2 separate regions of the Mus musculus genome follow, and region 2 is linked to region 1. The links are chromatin contacts, called in public HiChIP or PLAC-seq maps. All regions are on one chromosome and are shown on one strand. Each heading gives the region's core, a stretch centred on a gene start, on an enhancer-like site or on the middle of the called end of the contact. The rest is flanking DNA. Distances are from core to core; before and after follow the strand shown.

Region 1 (6,149 bases), core at 982-3,481:
ACTTATACAGAGTAGAAATCTCTGCTTTGGGACAGCTCTGGGCAGAAGGGATGACCAACTCCATCCATCTCCCGCCCTCCCTCCTGCCTTCTCCCCTCCCACAACTGACCTGCTTGCTAGATGGAGCATAGAACACACTCATTTTATGCTTAAAGCAGATGTGCTCTTAAGCAAGAAGTGCTGTTTCAGAGTGCCCGGCCAGCAGTAGGTAGCCATCTTGGAGAGGCGGTGGCAGAGTGGTGGGTGCTTTTGCTGTTGGGCAGCTAGGTGGTCAGCGTGGGGAAGATGGCTGGGTGCTGTTGGAGGATGAAGTTATCTCTGGGATGGCACCTCTTTCAGTGGTGATCTGATGCTGCCATGCTCCCAAGTACACCCTGTTCCCTAGGGCTCCCACTGGAAGCTGAGCCTTCCCCTGTAAGATAAGTATATCGGGGACTTACTCAAAAGTCTCTGATCCCAAGGAGTCTAGCTAAGCCTTTGATGGCACAGCCCAATTTAATCCTTTTATAAATCCCACAGCTCAGCTCACCTGCCAGAGCCTGGGAAACCCTGGGTTGGAACTCAAGACTGCATGCATGTAAAACAGACATGGTGGCTCATGCCTCTAATCCCAGCACTCCAGAGGTGGGCAGGTGTCTATGAAGTCAATCTGGTCTACATAGTGAGTTCTAGGCTAGCCAGGTCTGAATAGTGATAACCTGTGTCTCAAATAACAAAGGAGGTGGAGAGAGACTATTGCTAAGCAAAGGCATGGATCCCAGGAAGGTGGTATACCTTACAGGGTTAGTGTTTGGTAATAAGCTCTGGATTTGAAGCCAGGGGCTGGCAAGGACTGTGAAGATTAGAACCTCCCTTTAGAGCTCAGACATCCGTGTACTTTAGTTCCCTCTAGAAAGCAAGAAAACGTAGTTCTGCCCCACAGGTTAACTCCCAGGACCCCGTTCCAGCTCAACACCCCGGTTCTGTAAATATTAGCTGCTGTCCCCTGCTTCTCCGCAGGGATTCCCATGCTCGGTGGCCCAGGCAGCTTGCTTAGGAGAAAGAATAGCTACACTTTGGAGTCAGATACTGTGGAGACTCTCCCGTTGTAATCTCAGTTACTCACCCTCTCAGAGCTGCCATTTCTGTGCTGTGGGACAGGCTTGCTAGTCTCCGTTTAACTGAGAAGAGTCACAGTGAGCATTTGCATTCCCACTGTTTGCCTGGTGTTTGAAAGGTTCCCCTCGATAGCGCCCCGGGATCTTGGTATGGATGCTGGGCAGGCTAGAGTCTCCACTGCCTTTTGGGAATAGCCCATGAAATTTCGAGAAGCCAACACTGAACACTGCTCCACAGTCCCAGGCTAGAAACCCCCCTCCTAGTGGCCTGCCCTTGCGTTTAAAGGAGGCCCTGGCAGAATCAGGTGCTACAGAGCAGATCTCCAAGGAGAGCCACCATCAGGAAAATGCTATAGCTTGTCTTCCTCCACCTTTTATCTTTAACCCTTCTTTTGAACAATTGCAGAAATGTTTTCAAAAGAAGGAAAGCATACAGGTAGTGACCAATTCTGAGAAGACTGGTACCGCAAAGCAGTTAGATTAGAAAGCAGCTGGGGCAGAGAGTCTACAGTCCAGGGGGTCGCCCTACCCGACCATCTCTGCCCCCACCTGAAGCTGTTTCTGGGAGCAAGGTTCTCTCTATCTCCTCCCAAGGCCTGGCCAAGCAAGCCAAAGATGGAAGGTTTCAGTCCCGCAGGTATCCTGGTCTGGTTCTGGGAGCAGGGCGTTTATGGTCCTGGGGAGGCTGGACTCCTCATCTTGGGGAGGCCGGCAGCTAAGGCCAGCTTCAGTTTGTTGAACTTTGGACCACCGGATCTTGTTCCCATCCTGTCTCAACCCGACAGGCTCCGGTAGGGGAAAGCCTTCTTTTAGAACCACAGGACACCTAGTGAGGGTCCGGTTTGGGGAGTCGCTGGGCTGGGGGAGGGACGCGAGAGAAAGGAGACAACTTACTTGTAGCGCAGAGAGCTTCTCCGAACCCTTGGGGCTAACTTCTGGAGATCCTTCCAAGGCGGTGCAGGTGGCTCTCAGGGCTCTCCAGGGGATTCCCTAGCCTCAGGCATTGCCTACGGACGGGCAGACGCCCCGAGCCACTCTGGTGTCGCAGGTCCAGCTAGCAGAGGCGTCTAAACCTCCCGCCCCTTCACCGGTCTGCCTCGCCCTTCTATCTAGAGAGAACAGCGGGAGGCTCTCTGCTGTCCCTCTCCTCTCCGCCCTCCTCTCTTCTCCCTCCCCATCTCCTCCCGTCCCCCCGCCCCCCCTCCCGGGTTCTCCTCCCTCTGTCCCCCTACAATTGAATCTCTGGATAGAACGCGATTTAAAGGGCCACAGGCAAAGGAGAACCACAAAGAAAGGCAGCAATGGGAGAAATGCTTGCACAATGGGGTATATGGTGGAGATGGGTGGGGGCTGTTGGTATCGGGGGTCACAGTCACTTGGAAGGAGTCCGGTGCCGGACGCAGGGCCAGAGAGAGCGGGCAGCCTCCTCCCTACTCTCCTGCCCACTACTCCCCCTTCGCCACCTCCCTCCAAGACCTCCTTGTTGATGCTCCTGTGCTTCTGGCCACGCTTAAGCGAGGGTCAGAGACCTGCGCCACCAGATGTGTGTGAGAGCTTCCCGTGAATATGTGGGAAAGCTCACGTGTACATGTGTGTGTGTGATCGCCCGCGTGTGTAAGCGCCCCCGCACGTGTGTGAGCGCCCGCGTGCCTGTGTTTAGAGGGTGCGGAGGAGCAGACAGAAGAAACTCTTAGGGCAGAAAATTCAGGCTCAGAGCCTTGCAAGGGGAGGGGGGAACACCTGCTCAGTCATTCTGGGCACTTTGAGGGGGCTGTTGTCCGAACTTCCCTGCCTATCAAGAAGCCAGATGCAGCAGGTGGGGGACATTCCCCTGGAAGTCCGGAGTCACAGTCTAGGGGGGGACCTTAAGCTGTTACTGGGTCTGGCTCTTGAGACTGGGACCTGATTATAACTGAAGGGGAAAGTCTAGAGAAGGGAGAAGGGAAGTGGGTCTTTTGTTGGAGCATTCTGCTTAGGGTAGTCTATAGGTGAGTGGGAATGGCTATTCATTGAAATGGATATGGCCTTCCCTTGAAAGGCAAGTGAGACCTGAACCATCTTCAGGTAAGGGGGCTGGCCTTTCCTCCCACTCTCTACTTTCTTCTCTGTTCCCAAAAGTTCTTCTTGTAAAATATTAAAACTATAATGTCATTTCTGTTGCAACGTCCTATGTACATGTGTTGAAGGAAAAAGCTTTTCAATGATGGCATTAAAAGGCCCCCGGCCCCCGAACCCCCGTGTTTCCTCAAGGTTCCACCCACCTTCCAGTCCGTTGTACATTATTCTGTTTCTACTTCTCTGCATAGATCTCTTGAATGTATTTCATTTTCTGTGTGACAGCCTCCATGTACAGACCACATTGGCTGCTGCTCTGGGGGTCTGAATATCCTTCCTTCTGGGAATCCACTGTTAGTCTCTACCCCAGCCTAGGTCTTTCTCATTGCAGGCACAAACCCCACTCTCCCTCTTTTGTGGACTGTTCTTGGCTTTGAGCATAGAGGACTCTATTCTTCAATGAACCGTAGGAAAGACAGGAATGTCACTCACTGCACAGGGAGGGCTGCTGTCTGGGAGAGCCAGCACGTGGCTGTCTGCTGGTGCCTTCACTAGTCCCAACCTTAACATCTCTCTGTCTGTTACACAGTTTTTGGGGTTCAGCACCCAAAGGAGAGGGTTTATTCGGCTTCTGCCTCCACATTCACAGTCCATCACTGAAGGAAGTCAGGACAGGAGCTCAACATGACCAGAACCTGGACTCAGAAGCTGATGCAGAGGACATGAAAGGTGGTGCTTACCGGCTTGCTCATCATGGCTTGCTCAGTCTGACTTAATATAGAATCCAGGGGTGGGACTACCCACAGTGGGTTGGGCCCTCTGCCATCAGTCACTAACTAAGAAGATGCCCTACGGCCAGAGCTTAGGGAGTCATTCTCAAAGTTGAGGTCTCCTCCTTTCTGAAGACATTAATTAGCTTGTGTAAAGTTGCCATGAAACTAGCCAGCACAGCCATTAGGTGTTGGTTTAACGCTCAGTAGGGGGTCTTTAATTCTTTGGTTTCCTGGTTGTCAGGAGTAGCTGGGCTGTGTTGCTCTGAGAGCCAGCTATGCCCAACATGAAGCTTTTTGCTGAGTCTTGGCTTCGTGTTCCACCGTGTAGCAGCAGTGGCCTTTGGATTGCTACAGAGAGCATGGTGCTCTGTCTGCCTCGTGGTGGAACAAAGTAGAGCAGGAAGGTTCTGCTTCGACAGCATTCTCTCAAGGGTTGGGACCTTGAACCAGAGGCAGAACAATCGACGTCCAGTTTTTAGCCTAGGCCTGGATAATGAGAGGTAGTGGGTGGGATTTTTAGTCTCCACTGTTGTTCAGAAATGTAGGGTGGTCTGGGAGTTTCCAGCCCAAGTCTGCGAGAGAGCACAAATGGCATCTAAGGATAAATGACAAGACTGCTGGATGGCTTAGAACTACTTAGAACTACTTAGAGAGCCTGAAAGGTGCTAAGTGTGTCTTTCATTGTCTGGAAATTAATGAGGGCTACAGAAGGTAGCCGGCTGCTGTGGGTTATCACTGTTAATTAGCATGCAGACACACCTCCTCTGTCCTCTCTCATTTGCTTCTCTTTCTTTCTTTCATGAGCAGGGACTGAATTCCTAGTTAAAAAGTTTCTCTTTAGAATATGACACTTACAGGAAATTATTTTTTCACCTATTTATAGAAATTCCATTTGCATTTATGAGGCTAGTAATGTCTCATAAATATTTCCTGCCAGATAAAATATTAATTAAAAGAATTTGTTGAGTTATACTCTCAAGTCCTAACTAAATCTCTTTTAAGACAAATATTTTAAGTACTGTTTTCTTATGCTAGGAGGATCTCTCATCCATTCCCGTGTTTGTTAATAAGCCCTCCAGGAACAGTAGATATCAATCAATGAGGTTTTCCACGATATCTAATTAATAGTCAGCTGGCAACAATGCAACTTAAAAAAAATACTAAAAAATAGGCGTTGCTGATACAACTGCAGCTACTTACAGTAGTATCTCGTTTACCCTCAAGAATTAGCAACCTGAATTTTTTTCTGTTCTTATGGTTTCTTTATACTAAAATTGCACGCGCGCGCGTGTGCACACACACACAGTGTTCCAATCAGTGAACACTGGCCATGCACACAGCAGTCCCTCCTCACTCACTGTTAGACTTTCTCTAGTTTCAGTTCCCAGGAGGCAGCAGCCGTGGTTGGAATAAGCCAAGTGGGACATTTCAGAAATACTCAATTTATAAGTTTTAAATTGCATGTGATTCTGAGTAGCATAATAAAATGTCACACATCTTGTCCTGCCCTATCAAGGCACAGTGTGTCCACACTGTGTGAGAGACGGACTCACCTGGCATGTACTTGGCAACCAATGCTAATGTCAACCTGTCCCTACCTTATTTAATGATAGCTCCGAGGCAACACTGTAGCAATATAGGCTGCACAGACCCCACAGCCGTAGATTGATTCCTTTCAAGGAAACCGTAAAAGTTCCCAACTTTAGAAGAAAGAACTCTCATTAGCCCAAGGTTGCTACAGTTTCAAGAGTAAAAACAAAACTTCTGTCTGTGGAATTTCAAAGAAGAGGAGAGAAGTCTGCGCTAGCTTTCTTGTGGCATAAAGTGTACTGGTCACGGTGAGGAGACATCCCGTTGTGGTGGATCGGGACACTGTGTACTTGGCTTGGATGGAGAGGCCATGCATTTGTGCGTTTATGTGTAGGGAAAGTGGTAAGTGTTCAGTTATTCACTGGGGGCTGGGTGGGGCAGTGGTTAAGGGCAATCGTTGAGGCATTTCACACTCACCTGCAATGCGTGAGACACTTTGGTAGGTTCCTAAGAGAGGGTAAGAAGCATAATGGGAGCCTTGGATCAAAAACACCGCCTATAAAATTGGGAAGGTCAGCAGGTATCCAGGGAAAGTCAAATTCGCAACGTGGGTTTGAATTCCTCTTGGAGAGTTGGGTGATGGTGTGTAACTGCTAAGAATGCTAATGAAGTCCAGAGAGAGCAATCCAGCAAC
Region 2 (6,035 bases), core at 2,826-5,325, 2.8 Mb after region 1:
TACAACACTCACGTTTCTTCTCCTAGAAAAGGCATCTTAATCCAAAACCTTGTAGAAATTCCCAGACCTTTCTTTACAAAAGAAGAAAAGTTTCTCAGCTGTTGTCTTAGTAGGGTTTACTGCTGTAAATAGACTCCATGACCAAGACAGCTCTTATAAAGAACAACATTTAATTGGGTCTGGCTTACAGGTTCAGAGGTTCAGTCCATTATCATCAAGGCAGGAATATGGTAGCATCCAGGCAGGCATGGAGGAAGACCTGAGAGTCCTACATCTTCATCTGGAGGCTGCTAGCAGAATACTGGCTTCCAGGCAGCTAGGATGAGGGTCTTAAAGCCCATACCCACAGTGACACACCTACTCCAACAAGGCCACACCCACTCCAACAGGGCCACACCTTGTAATAGTGCCCCTCCCTGGGCCAAGCATATACAAACCATCACAGCTGTCATCTATTTTACAAGACCCTTGCCAAACTCTCCTTACTTTAAAAAAAAAATAACAAACTAAGATCCACACTAGAGAAATTAAGTGACTTATCCAAGGTCACATGAACAGCATCAGTATGGAGATTAGAAGCCAAGTCTCCCCACTGACTTCTAGCTAGAAATCTCTCAGGCCTAAAATCTTCAGTGAGTGATACATAGTGAAGACAAAAGGGCTAAGAAAACCAGACAGGATCTAATAAAAAACAAGCAACAGAGAGGCATTGAAGCTATATCCCCTGATCCTCCCAAATATGAGCTCTTACATGGGACTCTTGGACACAGCTTTGTGTGTATGGGTTCAGTAAATGTATATGCTTGTGAGAGTGGTCTTGTGCATACAAGTGTATGCATGTCTGTGTGGAGGACAGAAGTCAAGGTTGTATGTGGTGTTTTAAATATGTTTGGCCCAGGGAGTGGCACTATTTGGAGGTGTGACCTTGTTGGAGTAGGTGTGTCACTGTGGGGGTGGGCTTTAAGACCTTCATCCTAGCTTCTTGGAAGCCAGTGTTCTCCTGTTTGCCTTTGGAAGAAAATGTAGAACTCTCAGCTCCGCACCATACCTACCTAGACACTGCTATGCTTCTGCCTTGATAATAGACTGAACCTATGAACCTGTAAGCCAGACCCAATTAATGTTGTTCTTTATAAGACTTGCTTTGGTCATGTTGTCTGTTCACAGCAGTAAAACCCAAACTAAGACACTGGGTGTTAGACAGGCAGTGTTGGTGCACGCCTTTAGTCCCAGCACTTGGGAGGCAGAGGCAGAGGCAGAGGCAGAGACAGGTGGAGTTGGAGGCCAACCTGGTCTAGAGTGAGTTCCAGGACAGCCAGGGCTAGGGTGTTTTCCTCAATTGCTCTCTAGCAAACATATAATATTTGAGATAGTATCTGTCACTGAACTTGGAGCTCATCAATTCACCTAGTCTATGAGCTCCAGGTATCTGCCTACTTCCCTTACCACCAGCCCACCCCACATCCACTAGGGTCACAGCAGGACACTATCATACCCAGATTTGTATATAGGTTCTGGGAATCCAAACTCAGGTCTCCACACTTGTGCTTCAGACACTTCACTGACTGAGTCATCTCCTTGCCCCAGGAACTTCTTAAAACCATGTGGGTTTCACAGGCAGAGAACATTACAGAAAACCACAACAGATCAAAATACAAAAGGCAAGTGACTGTGGTATCCAGACCCAACTGATAGGACACAACTCCTACATCTAAGGCTCAAGGGTCATCGTGAAAAAGAGGATGGAAAGATTTTAAGAGCCTGAAGAACAGAAAGTTTTCTGTGAGACTGTGTCTCTAGGAATGTCAAGGAAGCTACACCCATGATGTCTCATCAACATGGCTGCCTAAACAAGACTTGAACAAGGCATCAATAGACATGAAAGGGGGGGGCTCTAATGGGGGATCAACCCTAGACTAAAAAGTACAGCAACTAATGAATGCTGACAGCAGGCAACACAGTCTTCCCCATGGAAGGATCCCCAAATCAGTTATCTAATACCAAGTAACTGTATGTATATATGTATGTACACATACATACACACACACAAGTAACTTTATTTGGACAAGCAAGTTGTATTTTTGTATTTAGGATTATGTGTATATATGTGTGTGTGTATATATATACATATATATGTATATATATGAATATATATATATATGTTATAAATCACATAAGTAAATATGATTTCCAAGCACACAAGGACTAGAAATTAATTCACAATGAAATACACAATAAGTTGGAGGTGTTTCTGGTGGTGCTCACCTGTGCTGCAGTGCAGATTTACCATGGTCTCGGATCTAATCACCTATCATATACACACTTTGTACTGTGCATACCGTTAAGCCAGGTAGCACCAACAAACCCTGCCTGAAACACCTTGCCTCAGATCCAAGATTACCACGCCTTGTGAACTGAAGTTCCTTCTGGGAACATACAAAGTGGTTTTGCTCTTAAATGGCTTAACTACGGAAAACAAAAGCATAGTATTTCCCCATCATTATTCTTCAGCACGTAAGGATTCAATCACTAGACCTTTGAGTTGTATTGTGCTAAAACGTTTGGTTTTGGTTTGAAGTGCTGCTCAAGGCCTGCTGGCACGGATCAGCAAGTGAAGATGCTGGGCACACAAGCCTGACAACCTCTGTTTGAGTCCCCAGAACCCATGTACAGGAAGAAGGAGAGAACCCTCTCCACAAAGTTGTTCCCGGACCTTCACATGTATGCCATGGTGTGCTCCCCCCCCGCCCCGCCCCCGCTGTAGTAAAAAATAAAGTGCTGTTTGAGTTGCTGAGTTTCATTTTTAAAAGTTGTTAAATGAATATGGCTTGGGATTAGGACTGTATCTCCAACAGTTTCTGAAATGGTACTTGTCAAGCTCAAAAGGAGACAAACAGCTAACCATAGTAGTCGCAATTCTGCCACTCTGTACTACATATTAATACAAAGTAGCATTCTCAGCACTATTATCAAATGAAAATATTGATCAACTCTGAAAAAGGCTCAAAATGCTCTATATCCTGCTGCATTGGTCAGCCAAGAGCTCATTCTTTATAAGCAGGCACATCCATGTCATTTGTAAGCATGCAAATTTGTTTACATCTTTAATGAAAATATGTAAGTATACCAAAGATATATATATATATGTGTGTGTGTGTTATATATTATATATGCCTATATACCCAGGGTTGTATAAAACTTTCTCAGCAGAATGAAGTCACACGTGGAAGTTTCAAGCAGCCCATTCTAGAGAAACCTCCGTATCTGCCTTGACTAGTTGCCTCAGTAGTTTGTGATGGTCTCCAACTCTCCTCCGTTCCTGCTAGACAGCTAAGCACAATGTATGCAGAACCAGCTAACTCCTTAGTAGTTTGCAGTCCAGGAGACCCAGAACAGGGACAGTGGTCTCCACATGCCATGCACACGCCTGGATCCCCCTCATACATGAGAGCACACAGCATGTGGAAAGGGTTAACAACTTAGGCTGAAGTCACATAAAGCAGGGACCACATCTCAATAGTTATCTCGTCATTTCCAGAGACAAGATGCAGAACAAACACTTGCTGAGTTCCTGGCGTCTTCATACGTAAAATAAACGATGATGAATGGCTTGGGGAGTTTAACACGTGATTTTAAAACTGGCATCTATTTCTAGGGAAGGAGAAATTGGGGCAATTAGACCTAGATGTGCGCATTCCTTTAATTACACAGCAATCTTGTCGCTACAGGTATCATGGTAGTGGCACACTCCACCTTCCCCGAATAACGTGACTGGTAGTTCCCAGAATGGAAACAAATCCGCTTCTGACACGAAGACTGGTTCCCTCCTTCCCGCGTCCCCCGGGTTATTTAATGGTACCTTCCCATGCAGGAAAATAATTTTGTCCCGCGCAGACTCCCTGAGCACTTTTTGTACTCTAAAGCCGGAGAACGGTAAGCGGACAGGGGCAGAGGTGCCATTGCCAACGCCTGCTTCCTTCTCCTCTGTGCTGGGGGTTTCTGCCTCCTCTGCCTCCTGTTCGCGCTTTCTCTTGAGTTGAGGCGCTGTATCCGCCATGCTGCCTGGGAAGAACCGTACCCGCCTGCACGAAGAAGCCTCCGCCCACGCCCCTTGCGGTCCTTCCTCACAGTCTGTGAGGGACTGGACTTCAACTCCCGGCATGCTCCGCGCAGGCACGTCCGCTACTCCATTTCCCGGCATGCTTCGAGTTGTAGTCCGCTTCTGCAGTTTTTGCACCTGTTTGGGTGAGGGCCTTCCAATGACTTTTGCCTAGAAGGCGATGAGGAAGGGAAAGGAAACCAGCGAGGTCCTAACGAGGTGGAGTAGAGGTGTGTGACAATAAAGAGGCCCACCTTAGCCCAGCTCCTGGGATGGGAAACCGAAAACACTTTTGGGTGCTGTATGATGATGGATACAGAGTGTTAAATAATGACGTTTTACATTAAGGTCCCAACTCACGAGTGGGCGTGCAAGGAATGTTTTATTTTGTTTTAAATAAATCGACAAGGCATTTTGTTTCTTGGTTTTTGTTGTTTTGAGACAGGGTATCTGTATGGACTAGGCTGGATCCACTTGCCTCTGACTCCAGTGTAGAGATTAAAGGCGTACGCCACTACCTTCGGGGCTTGGTTGTTGTTTTTAAAAAGTGAGTACGTAAACTATTGTTCATTTTCTCCTACTTTCGTTATTTTACATCAATTGTTTTCCCTTTATGTGTAGACTTAGCCTTTTGGGTTTTTTATTTGTTTGTAGATAAGAAAAAGTAAGCTGACAAGACGGATTATACATGTCTTTCCATAACTTCCTAAATCCACTTTGCCTGTAGTTCTTCCCTATTACCCAGAGAAGTAGTTTGTATTCTTTTATTGTAAAGGAATAGTAATAAAACTCAGCGTTTTTAGATTTTGTAGGTGACTGGTGTGGCCATTCGTACAGGCTAGCCCTTTTCCCACTCCCTTTCAGTTGGCAACTCCAAATATTGTCAAGTGTAAGAACCCCAATGCTGGGCCTCCGCTCAAGTCCCGGGATGAGCTGGCCAACACCCCAACATCTCGAGAGAAAACCACACCTGATGCAAACTGCAAGAGGTTTTATTATCAGCTAGCTGAGGACAAAGTCCCTCCGCCTGCTGCCTGCCCTGCAGGGCAGGGGAGTTCGACCCTGAGCAGTGACAGTAGGGGGCTTTTAACAGGTAGCTGAGGAGTTGGGAGGAATTGGGAGGAGAGTTGGGAGGAGTTGGGAAGAGTTCTTCTCTTCCCGGTGTCCTTGGTGAAATTTACAAGGCAGGAGTGGGGAGTGAGTTCTTTCTGAATTTTTATCTCCGTGTCCTCAGCACAGGAAGGCAGGCATCTCCGGTTGTACAGTATAGAAACAAAAAGGCTTTTTTCTGGCTATAGAGAACAAAGAGCTTCTTTCTAGCTGGATTTTTAAAGATCAGGGAAAACAAGCTTAGGGAATATCCAGGGGCTTTACCTTCCAGGGAGAAATGCTCTAAATCAGGGTCTCACACAAGAACTAGTCTAACAAACATTATTCTTGTAAGTGGCAATGAGCTTTAATTTTTCAGACGAATGTAATGGATATGGCACAATTTTTTTTCAGTTCTTAATATGAACAAGATGCAACTTTCTGTCCATGTTTTAGTTAGTAACTAAGTACACCATGTTTTAATAATAGACTGCGTTTTGGATAGGAACATGAGTTGAGTATGACTGTTAAGTACAGGAACGTATTGGGGTAGCTGGAAGTTGGTATAATTATTTGCAAGTTGTCATTTGTCAACAAGCCTGAGGTTATCAATTATATACAAGACCAGAAAGAGATGTCCCCAAAGCCAATGGCAGTGACAAAACCTACTCTGTTCTTATGAACATTTCTGAGCGTTTTTCCAACTCAGAAAAATGAAAGAGAAAGGCTGCGCGAGACAAAATGTGTTTAATCCCAGCACTCTACAGGCAGAGACAGACAGATTTCGGAGTTCCTGCTAGAGCTACACATAAGGCCTTGTTTCATGAAACATTAGGTTGGATATTTG

Evidence for each region. HiChIP or PLAC-seq counts read pairs in DNA pulled down with a chosen protein or histone mark.
Region 2: an H3K4me3 HiChIP or PLAC-seq map of embryonic stem cells shows a contact between it and region 1, with 21 times the contacts expected there. The contact joins the promoter of Dcps here to the promoter of Kcnj5 in region 1. A contact is called at or near these places in 1 of 39 promoter capture datasets (embryonic stem cells), 1 of 484 Hi-C or Micro-C datasets (B cells) and 1 of 115 datasets of contacts at active chromatin or transcription factors (embryonic stem cells).

The regions. Positions count from the first base shown.
Region 1 is chr9:32,342,113-32,348,261 of GRCm38.p6, forward strand. Kcnj5 (potassium inwardly-rectifying channel, subfamily J, member 5) reads right to left here and starts at 2,232. Exons shown (of 4, transcript NM_010605.5): 1 at 1,992-2,232; 2 at 110-412. It overlaps Gm39317 (a long non-coding RNA gene), which reads left to right and starts at 5,361. Exons shown (of 5, transcript XR_870611.2): 1 at 5,361-6,149.
Region 2 is chr9:35,171,912-35,177,946 of GRCm38.p6, forward strand. Dcps (decapping enzyme, scavenger) reads right to left here and starts at 4,076. Exons shown (of 6, transcript NM_027030.2): 1 at 3,860-4,076. The coding sequence starts at 4,057.